3 separate regions of the Mus musculus genome follow, and regions 1 and 3 are each linked to region 2. The links are chromatin contacts, called in public ChIA-PET and promoter capture Hi-C maps. All regions are on one chromosome and are shown on one strand. Each heading gives the region's core, a stretch centred on a gene start, on an enhancer-like site or on the middle of the called end of the contact. The rest is flanking DNA. Distances are from core to core; before and after follow the strand shown. Region 1 overlaps Ttc28 (tetratricopeptide repeat domain 28). Region 2 holds the start of Pitpnb (phosphatidylinositol transfer protein, beta). Region 3 overlaps Ttc28 (tetratricopeptide repeat domain 28).

The links. Promoter capture Hi-C pulls out the DNA fragments that hold promoters and counts their contacts. ChIA-PET counts read pairs in DNA pulled down with a chosen protein or histone mark.
Region 1: a promoter capture Hi-C map of cranial neural crest shows a contact between it and region 2, with 2.5 times the contacts expected there. The contact joins the enhancer-like site here to the promoter of Pitpnb in region 2. A contact is called at or near these places in 5 of 39 promoter capture datasets (the HPC-7 cell line, cranial neural crest, embryonic stem cells and 1 more), 2 of 484 Hi-C or Micro-C datasets (the AML12 cell line and olfactory sensory neurons), 4 of 115 datasets of contacts at active chromatin or transcription factors (bone marrow-derived macrophages and embryonic stem cells) and 1 of 9 other capture datasets (adipose tissue).
Region 3: a contact with region 2 is called in an RNA polymerase II ChIA-PET map of memory CD8 T cells, with 32 read pairs. The contact joins the enhancer-like site here to the promoter of Pitpnb in region 2. A contact is called at or near these places in 3 of 39 promoter capture datasets (cranial neural crest, embryonic stem cells and hippocampal neurons), 1 of 484 Hi-C or Micro-C datasets (CD4 T cells) and 2 of 115 datasets of contacts at active chromatin or transcription factors (bone marrow-derived macrophages and memory CD8 T cells).

Annotation. Positions count from the first base shown.
Region 1 is chr5:111,010,395-111,014,127 of GRCm38.p6, forward strand. The region is part of intron 2 of Ttc28 (tetratricopeptide repeat domain 28); the gene reads left to right. Among named protein-coding and RNA genes, the nearest start is that of Mir701, 8.1 kb to the left of the region's middle. Within about 2 kb of position 1,902, at least 37 of the 459 cell types and tissues checked have an H3K27ac peak or open chromatin away from gene starts, as enhancers often do.
Region 2 is chr5:111,328,885-111,332,770 of GRCm38.p6, forward strand. It overlaps Pitpnb (phosphatidylinositol transfer protein, beta), which reads left to right and starts at 1,813. Exons shown (of 12, transcript NM_019640.5): 1 at 1,813-1,949. The coding sequence starts at 1,930.
Region 3 is chr5:111,057,300-111,060,890 of GRCm38.p6, forward strand. The region is part of intron 2 of Ttc28 (tetratricopeptide repeat domain 28); the gene reads left to right. Among named protein-coding and RNA genes, the nearest start is that of Mir701, 55 kb to the left of the region's middle. Within about 2 kb of position 2,207, at least 132 of the 459 cell types and tissues checked have an H3K27ac peak or open chromatin away from gene starts, as enhancers often do. A contact at or near this core is called in bone marrow-derived macrophages and memory CD8 T cells, where this site is marked.

The DNA.
Region 1 (3,733 bases), core at 652-3,151, 320 kb before region 2:
TGGTGCCAGCTTGATTTCTCCACGTTTTATGACTCATGGATGTGATGTCTTTGGCAGTAGGATTTTACCATCAAGTTCTGGAGACTAGCCCAGAATAATGGCAGTAGCCTTTAACGCTAGGAGGTCTATGGGGCCCCACTGACTGACAACTCCAAAAGAGCTAAACTGTTGACGATACTGGGTTTTTTCCTTGATAGCCTGTGGTATCTAGGAGGGTCATTGTTCACTGCTGCTACAGGGTAATTCCATTTAAGCTGTGTATGTGTGTATATTTTAGGAAGCTTCTATAGTAACAGGTTTCATGTGGTTTTTTGAAAAGGTCTTTAGTGTTCAGTATCGCTCTCCATACCCCTTCCTCACCCTGCCTTCCCATTCCACATTGCACTCAATCCTTCTTGCTGTTATCCCAATGTTTTTCTCTTATACCCCCTACATTCTATCCCCCTTTTAGCACCCCCCACATTCTACTCCCCCTTACAGCCCCCCTTACTGTTTTCTCTCATACGTGGATATTAGCTTTTAGAGCTTTGACATAGTTATCTACACGTAGTGCTAAGGAAGGTATTTCTGGTGTTTCTATTCAAAATTGGACAGTGAGCTCTTCCGATGGAATTTCATGGACACTTCACAGAATTTAGTACCATTCTTGGTGTGTGGATCCCCTCACACTCACTTTTCTTCCCTTGGGAACTAACTGACTTAGACTTCCCGCCTGTCCTCACCCATTTGTATGCTTCTGCTGCTCCTTACTGACTGTCTGTGTTGCCCTTCATCCCTGAAGGATATGGTTCTGCAGAGGTTGCCTGTCTCCTCGGAGAATGCTTCTCCTGCCGCAGGTCTCTCTGCTGTGATTCTCAGTCCTGAACTCTGCGCCGTCCTCCCAGCCTGGAGACTAACACATTCATCTTCCCACACCCTCCACCTTGCCTCGTTGTCTTCGAGGGGTGTGCTTAGCTCCCAGATGTTTCCAATATCCCTTCCTGTGGCCATTCCCCGGCTACAGCCTGACAAGTGCAGATTTACTGCTGCTCTCTAGAGAGCAGAGTTGCATCTGTGCAGGGTACTTGCTTCTAAAAGGTCATTTCCTGCTGTGAATTCCAACCACCAGGAGCAAGCTGGAGGTTGCCCTTGTTCTCTCATGTCCTCACTTTACTTGGGAGAGAATCAGTAATGCTGGAAGCACGTGACGTCACATGACAATGGGACATGCCAGAGGTCGACCGTGTCAGGGGAAAATAAGAAGATGTTTAAGCTCACTTGAGCTTTGACACGTGTCTAGGTTTCCTAGTGAATTAGAGGGAAGGGTCTGAGTTTGAATTAGTCAGAGGTTCTGCTCCTCATTGTTTATAACACCTGCCAAGAGCATAAAGATAGCCCACCTCTCTCTCAGTTGAATCTCACTGTCAGTTATTATACTGCACTTCTGAACAGCCCAAAGCAAGGAATCTTCTTTATTTTGTCTTTGTTCATTGACACAAACCACAGCTTATGGCAGTGGCGGGGGACAGCCAGCTTATCACTTTTTCTCTTAATTCTCAACTTAAATCGTTTAAAAAATGCAGATTTGCTTCCTTATCATTTTAAGTAATCTTGAGATGAGTTATTTGAAATGTAGCACACCCTTCCTGCGTTATGATTTTAAAGTAAGTTTTCATGTAAAGAATACGATTCTCCTTTTTTAACCCACGTGGCCGCTGCCGTCCAGGCTACTTGTCATATCGATTAAGTCTGCTCATCGAAGCATCGAAGCATTCCAGCTCCATGATGATAAAATCTAGTTTACATTGTTCTGCCCTCAGGTGGCCAGGAACACTCTGGTTTTAAGGCCTGTATGTATTGGGCGGGGCAGGTCATTCCCAAGGCCCTGCTGGAGCTGCTGCTTGGTCTCTCCAAGCCAAGCCTTGCAGCCTGTGTCATCACGTTTGAGAAGCGCCCAGGCAGTGGCTTAGCTCAAGTGTTTAATGTGGGGAACGTCTGCCTGCTGCTGTTTTACAGTCTGTTTGCAGTTCACTTGCACCACCAGCCCCAAATGCAGAAAGAAAAATTACAGAAAAGCACAGAACACGCTAAACCCTTGAAATTAGTGGAATAGTAATAACGGAAGAACGGAGGAACAGGGCTGCTTGCGGGTGGGCTCTGAAGAAGGAAGGAGAAGAGAGTCCAGAACGGAGCTGGCCAACTCCTGGCATACCTGTGGTGGGGAGAGACTGCCACTCCTCACCTTGGAGCTGCCCGGAAGCTGCAAAGCCCTGTTGAGGAGTTTCTGAGATCTAGGAAGCAGAAGACATCCAACATGTTTCAAACTTGGTGGAAAACAATGGTTCCCTCCCACCCTGAAACAGTAGAGGATGATCTGGGAAACAGCAGCTGCACAGGGTAGGGGTGGGTGGGGCCGACCTAGTGACCAGGCTGCACTCAGACGCTTAGGGACCAGAGACCAAGTGTTAATAACCAAGGCTGCACTCAGACGCTGGTTCCAGTTTGCATAGCATCCGTTCATCTCCGTCGAGCAACTCTTGAGAGATCTAAAGGCCTTTTTGTGTTTTTATTTGGAGAACCTACACAGTCACAGCTCCCCTCTCAGAGTAGAGTGGGGTGGATTAGTGATGTGCCATCCCGCCCCAGAATACTCCTCCTTACTCTCAAATCCCGGATCCCAGGAGACTGTTGGGTTATGCTGATCCTGAATGACAATGCTTTAAAATACTTACTTTGAAATAATTCTTATATAAGGCTTTTCTTTGTCTTAGGAAATTTTCATCCAGAGCTTTGAGAAGTCAGGGTTCTGAAATCTGTATGTCATGATGCTGTGGTCTTGGTTTCAGACTCAGCAAGAATGATGGGTTTTGGTTATTTATTATATATATTTTTTTAATGATTTAGGTAGTACATTTGTATAGCCTGTATACCACTGAGTGTGTAGTGATTTGAGATTGTGGCTTGTTGTTCTTGGTGGTGTGTGTGTGATTGTATGTGTGGGTGTGTGCTTTAGTGTTTTTGAAGCAGGCTCTTGCTGTGTAGCACCAGTTGATCATAACCTCGTGGCCTTCAGCATTTCAGGCACATGCCACACTCCTGCTAGGACTGGTGAATTACTGTTTTCCTCTGTTATCTTCATGCCTTTATGGTCATGGCTATCACTAATAGTGTTGTGGGCCATGAGAATGACACCATAGCTGTTGCTGTGACCCAGGACTGTCTTCCAGGTATCATCTCATCCCACCTCTTTTTGGAAAGCCTGTGGTCCTCCTGTGTTTGTTGCAGGACTATTGCTTTCTAATGCACTCGTTTAGACGGAAAACTTGTAAGTCTTGTACAACTTCCTGGGTTGATCTGGTTCTCAAGAGTGCTGTTCTTCCAGCTCCTGTGAGAGTGGTGAGGGCACTAAGACTTGGTTCTGAGAGAGATCTCATCTTCAGTTTGTAGCTGTGTAATTTAACAATTGTTCTTCTTCTTCCGCCACATTCTGAAGACACACTCTATGTTATATTGTGAGGCAGATCAGAAGAAATAATGGAGGAACTGTCACCAGAAGGGTGGTCTTCTGGCCATTTAGAGCCAATAGAAATGCCTTCTCTATGTGAGAACTAAAAAAAATATTACAGAACTTGTCACCAAGTCCTATACATGCACTGTGTGTGTGAGCCACGAAGTATCCAACACTGCCAAATATCTAGCTCAAGATATTGCTGTCTGTGCCTTGCTACAACCATAATTTTTATTTGCTGTAAAA
Region 2 (3,886 bases), core at 563-3,062:
TTTTTAATTTACTGTTGCTGATCCCTGATAGTTTTTATATGGTTTTCATTCAAAAACCTTCTATTACCATGTGATATGTATAGGTGCTTCATGTAATTTTGGCTTTTTTGTGGTGTTTAAGACTGAACTCAAGCTGGGCGGGGTGGCACACGCCTTTAATCCTAGCACTTGGGAGGCAGAGGCAGAGGCAGAGGCAGAGGCAGGCGGATTTTTGAGTTCGAGGCCAGCTCTGTCTACAGAGTGAGTTCCAGGACAGCCAGAGCTATACAGAGAAACCCTGCCTCAAAAAAATCAAAAGGACTGAACTCACTGCTAGGACATTAGGCAAGTACTCTATAAACTGAGCTACATTTTCAGTCCCTTCCTACTTTTTATTCTCTAAACAGTCACCTATCTTTGGTTGTATAAATTAAGTCTCTACAAGATTCTTTATTCCAGATTTCTTGAAGTCAACCAGCCAGGATTCAGGTCCAGGGCTTCATCTTCAAAGTCCAACCCAGTTTCCCAAATCGGGACAACTGACCTATGCTCTGATATCTAACAAAATTAAGGAACACTTGGGACTGGGGTTGGAGAGATGGCTCAGCAGTTAAGAGCACTGGTGGTTCTTCTAGAGTATCTGGGTTCAATTCCCAGCACCCACGACGTGGCAGCTCACAACTGTTTGAAACTCCAGTTCCAGGGGATCTGACCTCATCCAGGTATACATGCAGGTAAAACACCAATGTACATAAAATATAAATAAATCAATCACTAGAGAGGGGAAGAATATTCTTGAGACTATTTCTAGTTTTTATGAAAATATTTTCAAGATCATTCGATGAGGGAAAAAATATGGTTTGACACAAAGTATAGAGAAATCAAATTTACCTAAAATGCCCGTTGACACAAAGAAGATTATTCCTGCAGCTATCCAGCTCCCTAGGAATCCCACTAAAAGGTCCTTGAATCCCAAGTTACTAAGTTCAGTGAGTGAGGAAGCAGAGGGCAGTCCAAGAGCAGTACTTAGTCACTGTTTCAAAATTGTTTTATCAAAGTTGTTAGGTCAACTAGTGCTTAAAGCCCGTGTTGGGACGGGCTTCTGATTGGTCTTAGTAAAATTTAACTTTCATTCTTCCTGTAGTGAGTTCTTTGCCCCGAAAGCACATAATGAAAAACCAATGCCTTAGACACGTAGAATTCGTCTAGAATTAGTCTACCCAACTGGGTCTGGGTCTGTCTCATGCAAAATTGCTTTTGTTGAGGATTCAATGTTTGGACAGGGGCTCAGTTGTTAAGAACACTGGGGGTTCTTGCAGAGGACCCAGGTTTGGTTCCCAGCACTCACATGGCATTTCACAACTGTCTGCATCTCCAGTTACACGTGAACCTCAGTATGCATGAGACACACAGGGAGCAGACACAATACAGGCAAACCAGATAGATGTACCCTTAAAAAGGTTAGTTAGGACAAGGGGCGAACACATCAGGATTTTAACACCGGTCTGTCTGGGTTTCTAGAACACGCTCCTGCTAAACCTGAGGTCGTCCTCGGCTCCCACACCTGTGCGAACTCAACGTCGTTTAGGGTCCCGACTGGAGAACTCACTGGAAACCATAGGCTGCACAGCGCCGTGAGAGACTAACGCTGGCAGGAGGACGCCGCGCTTGCTGCCCCACTGCTCGCCGAGAGTACGCAGGCGCGCTCCAAGGCTCACCAGCGCGCCAAGGGGCCACGCAGCCGCAGTGGAGGCCTCGTGCTCCGTGAGCGGGGCGTGGACTGGGCGGAGTCAGCTCCCCCAGGCGCGCTGACGCAATGGCCGGCGGCGGAAGGGCGCGGACGCGCAGGCGCTCCCGGGGCTCGGACGATTGGGAGGCGGGGCTACGCTTGCGTGTTGCGAGGCCCGGCGGTGGCGGCTGGCGGCGGCGGCTGTGAGGGGTTCCCGGAAGATGGTGCTGATTAAGGAATTGTGAGTGGGTCGTTGGGCTCGAACGAGGTTCCGGAATGCGGGCTGGGGAGGATCGGTGGGCTCCGCGAGGAGGGCGCTCCCGGGTCGCAGTTGGCTCCTTCCTGGAGCCCCCAAGGCCCTGTGCGGCGCCGCCGCCCTCCGCAGTCAGCGCCAGGGTCGGCGGTGCGGCCGGGGCTCTCGGGGGAGCCGGGAATGCCGGGCGAAGGGTCGCCCGCAAGTTCGAGCCCGACCCACCTCAGGCTCAGTGAAGCCCACTCTAGATCATGCCCCTGCGGTCGCTCTCAGACCCCTCATCTCTAAGATGGGGAGACACCGGCCCCACCTGCTTCACTGGGTTCGGTGCGGGGTTAAACACATGGTGCTTAACACGGCAAATAAAGACTTTTCCCAAGTTCGTCGGACTGGTCCCGTCATTCTGTTGGGAAGTTGTGGCTTCCCCCTCTGCTTAGAGCCACGGACATCACAGGAAACCGTGGTGGCGGGGAATGTTCAGCTGTCATACCTGAGCCGGTGTCCCTTGTGCAATTTCAAGTGTGACCCATTTTGTTGTTGCTGTTCTTCCTCGGCCCTGGTTTAATTTCAGATTCTTAAAAGAAGCAAAAAAAAAAAAAGACGTTAAGTTAGCTGTCTAGATTCCTTGCCTGTATTAACGTCAACCTTGTAAAAATCACTAACAAGGTTTCTCTACTTAACACTGCCCAGATTCTATTTTCTGCTCATATGTAATTTTTTTTCCTTGCCCATTCCAGCATTACAAGACCCCTTGTTCCTCTGTCGCTCTGTATGTTGGCTTTCCTTCTCTTTCTGCTGACTCGAATGCTTTTTCCTCAAATCAGTAGCTCACCTTAAAGGTCTTGGGAAGTGTGTATTGTTTGTCTTTCTGACTGTTCGCCCTACATTGTGCAGGATACTCACTCTGATACCTCCATTTTTTTTGGATCAGTCTTTAGTACATAGCACATCTTCAGCCAGCATTTGGTGTTTTTAAAGATTTGCCTGTTTATATGTGTATTTAAGTGTTTGCCTGCGTGTGTGCATATGTGCTGCGTTCATACAGTGCTCTTGGAGGTAGTAGTAAGAGGGCATTAGGCATTGGATCCCCTGGAACTAGAGCAAGAAGTGAGCCACCGTCCATGGGCTGGAAACTGAACCCAGTTACTCAGAGCAGCAAGTCCTCTTAGCCGCAGAGCCATTTCTCCAGCCCTTCAGCAAACTCTTGTTAAATGAATTGGTGACGATTCTTTTTCACTTTTAGGAGAACACTTTTAATTACATTTGTATGGAGAGGGGTGTACAGGGTAGTACACCGAGTGCTTTTGGAGGTCAGGGGACAGCTTTCGAGTCAGTTCTCTACTCCTATTAGGGTCCTGCACCTGAAACTCCAGTCATGCCTTTGCCTGCTGGGCCATCTCTGGCCTGAAGAAGTACTACTTTTTTTTTTTTTTTAGTGACAGGGAGTCTGAAAAAAGGCTTACTTTCGCATTCTGCACACAGCAAAGATTTACACTTAAAACATAATCATACTACTGAACTTTGAGTTTATGAAAACTTTCTTCCAAGTAATTTTAACAATGTATCTTGTAAACATCACCTAACATTACTCTAGTGGCAGATATTAAAACAGGAGAATATGCGATAGACAGGAACTGACTTGTGCCAAGCTACCTAGGAAGAGAGATGCTAGACTGACTGCACATGAGGCATCTAGTGGCTTTTAATTTATTAGTTACTTCCTGTCTTCAGAATGTGAGTTAACTCTTGAGTTAACCCTCTCTGACAGTGTGTGTTTGTACCTCAGTACAGATGTCCCTAGAGGCCAGAGGATCCAGTTGGAGCTGGTGCTAGAAAATGAGCCGAGGCCCTCTCTGAGAGAGCAGTACCTCTTAGCCATCTCTCCAGTCCTGTGTTTTGCATACCTTTACTTTATGAAGGAAGGT
Region 3 (3,591 bases), core at 957-3,456, 270 kb before region 2:
GCAGCAAACTACTGATCTTGTTTTCCATGTCAGGGCACACCATGTGTGTCACTTGAGGCATTCTTGTGGGCACTTAGTTCCTCCGTGATTATGCACAGGACCCACTTGAGCTTGAGCTGGGGAGGAAATGTCAGGCAGGAAAGCATGGGGGTGCCTCTCCTAGGAGTGAGCATCAGAGAATCACACAGGAGAGACACTGCCACCCCCGTCCTCCAGCTTGTCACTTTGACTTCCACTTGACATGTTTGAAGAGGTTGACATTTTGCTTTTCTGTATTCATTTGACTGGGGAGTGTGGGATCAGAAGCCACTGATCGGTTGGCGGTGGTCTGTACCTCTCAAGTAGCATCTGGTTGTGAGTGAAAAGTCTGAGTGTTTGCAAACCAGCCCTCTAATAGTGGGGTCCACCTACTGTGGGGGAGCCTGTCTTCTTCTGATTCAACTGTGAGGGAGTCAATTATTACGGCTACAGGAACGTCTCACCTCCTCTCAGGTGAGAGCTCACTCTAAGGATGTCCAAAGCTCCATTTCTCCACACAATAGACTTGGAAAACTCTGTGGCCTTTACAGAGTTAACCTTGGGAGGCCTTCTAAGTGGGCTTGCACTAATGTCCTGAAAGTCCAGAACAGCAGCTGCCCCCCAGCCTCTCAGCCACACCTTGCCTTTCAAGGCTGAACAGCACAGAGAAGGCCCCGAGAGCCACTGTACCCAGTTAAGACATGTCTGTGGGTTTGGGGTGTCACTCCTATTGTCTTCCAGAATAATGGCTGTTTTCTGTAAAGCATTTTCCCTTCAGGGTAACCACCAGTCACAATCTCAAGCATTAGGTAGAGTACAGATCTGGCCAAGGTACAGATTTACAGGGCTCTGGAGTGATGGGGAGATGTCTGTCTGTCTCCTGTGTGTTGCTGATGAGTGGAGTGTGAATTTGGTTTTGATTGATTGATAGCAATCTGGTGGTCTGAGGGAAGATGCTGAGAGTGCTGCTTTTCTTCTGATTGGTCCTCACCTGCCCTGGGTGGGTTGGAGAGAGGTCGGTGAGCGTGTGTGGCGCTCGAGGTGTGGTATACATCTACATCGTGGCTCAGTGTCCATGGGTGCCGTTTTTCATGCCTGGGGTGCTCCCTGAGTGGAGGAGGCCCTTGGACTGAATAGGAAGCAGCAGTCGCTCTCACCAGCGTTTCCTTCACCTTCTGTCCCGGCCACCTGCCGTGTTTTCACTCCCCTGTTCCTCATCTGGCTCGTTTCTGTTTTTCTTTTTCTCCTTTACTACCGTGCCACGCAGTGTGCTTGTGTGCGTGTCCCCTCACCTCTCGAACCTCACCTCTTGCTTATCGTTCCCAGCATCTTTGCTTCCTCCTTTTCCTCTCCTTCCTCCCGTTGCCCTGGTGACCGGTGCTCCCTCCTACTTTGTGTGTTAACAGACTGCTCAGAAGTGCTCCCGGTACACAAAGGATGGCATGCAAGTTCTTGCTGTCAGCTTCCTGCCATAGCAGGTGGCAGCCATGGCCCACTGTCAGCCCGCTTGGATCTCCTGTTTGCAAAATCTGGCGAGAGTGTGTAGCTGCTGTCGATCCTACCCCCCCTCCCATTTCTAGTAAGCAGAAAGTAGCTTCAGTGTTCAGACGAATGTGGAGCAGGCCATGCCTTCCTCCACAGTCGTTTGAGTTGTGTCCCGATTCTGGCAGGACGCATGAGGGCAGGGGTGCCACAAAATGCCAGCACTCAATCTGGACAAGTCTGTGGTGTGCCCACAGGAAGAATGCTGAAGTATAAAACACTGTGCAGAGACCGGATGCCCTGAGCTTGCTCCTCTGAACCTCATGTTCTGTTGTGTGGAAGGGCTACTGCTAGCTGCTTCCCAGAGAGTTCTAGAGATTAAATGAGATCGCAGGCCACAGCCTGTCTGAGGTCATCCCTGACATTTGCTGTCCTTTCCCCCACCCCCACGAATACAAATCACGTGACTACCAGCTCCCACCCTGAAGATTAAATAAGGACCTAGACACCTGTGAGAAATAATTAGCCTCTGAATGGCAACCTTTTTCTAAGGAAGGTTTTAATATTGAATGAGTTCACGTTTGTTTTAAACATTAGAATATATGATCTTGTTTGAGATGAAGAGGAGAGACTGTGTAACTTCTGTAGACCTTAAAACCTGTGGTTTCGTGGTTCCTGTCTGGGTTTGGGGTTCTGGTTTCTATAGAGCGGATGTGTTTGAAGAAGAGGCTGTGTTAGTTCCCTGAGAAGCCTTCCTTGTTTTTGAAACCAGACAGTCATGCTTTTGTGATGATGTTTCCTCTTAAAAATAAAAAACAACCGAAAATGAGTTTCTTTGCCAAACTCTCAAAGTAGCTTTGCCTTAGGCACAGCAGAGCCATAAAAGGTCATTGCAGGCCCAGTGGCCGCCAGCCTCTTGTGCTTCTGAGGATAGGGTGGCTTGGGAAGGAGAAAGACCTGGCACAAGCACTCGATAGCCCCATGTGCTGCAAAGGGACTTTAGGGGTTGAGTAATAACATTTTGGCAGCGACATTTTTTTTTCTTCCATCCCGTGAGGTTTTAGTTTGGGACCTACCTTTGAAAATTCTGCTAACTAGAGCTTTATTGGCTATAGCTTGACATTTTCCTTCGTGGTTCCAAATATTTGTGGCTTTTGTGGGTTTTTCTTTTTTAATTTTAGTTCCTACAATATTAAGACCAGCTGGTTAGAGTTATTTATTTTGATACAGAAAGGTATTATGACTAAACCACGCTGACTAAAACTTGAGTCAGTGAGGTGGCCGGCTTTGGGGAGGATGAGGGGACTTCATGTCAGAAAAGAGTCTGCACCTAGGCCTGCTGCTCAGGGAGTGTGGTCGAGGAGATGCTGTAGGCGGGTCAGTCTTGGGAGGCTCCTTCCCCAACCCATTAGTTTCTGTGCGCTTCAGGTACATTCAGGGAATATATTGGATACAACTGGTGCTGATGCAGGGAGGTGTTACATGTCAGCCTTCCTTTGTTATTCTCCCTCCCCCCCTAGTTTATAGACGAGTGACCTGCTCTCTAGCTGCTTCCGAGCCTGGAGTCAGGGCAGCAGCTTTGGGATGAGAGGAAGAGAGGTCAGGGGGGCCATATTCCCTTGCCACTGTGAAATTCCCTACCCCTGTGCCAGACTGCTTTGGCGTGTGGCATATAATTAGGACAGGGACTGGAGCGATGGCTCAGTGGTTGAGAGCACTGGGAGTTCTTCCAGAGGTCCCAGGTTCAATTCCCAGGACCCACATGGCGACTCACTACTGCTGCAACTCCAGTTCCAGGAGATGACACCCTCTTCAAGCCTCTGTGGGTATCAGGCATGCATGTGGTATATACACAGACTTGCAGAAAAACACTCACGTGAAAGAAGCAAACAAAATTATTTTAAAAACAGAATTTGTGTGATTATCAAGTAATTATTGGTATTGGGGAATCAATGGAACACCCAAGTGACAGTTATAACAGTTTAAACCTCTAATGAGCAATCAGAAGTCTGTTATTTTCTGATGTATTTCCAGCGTGCCAGGGCAACCCTACAGGCTCCTTGATGCTTGCAGGTTCTTGGGCCCAGCTAA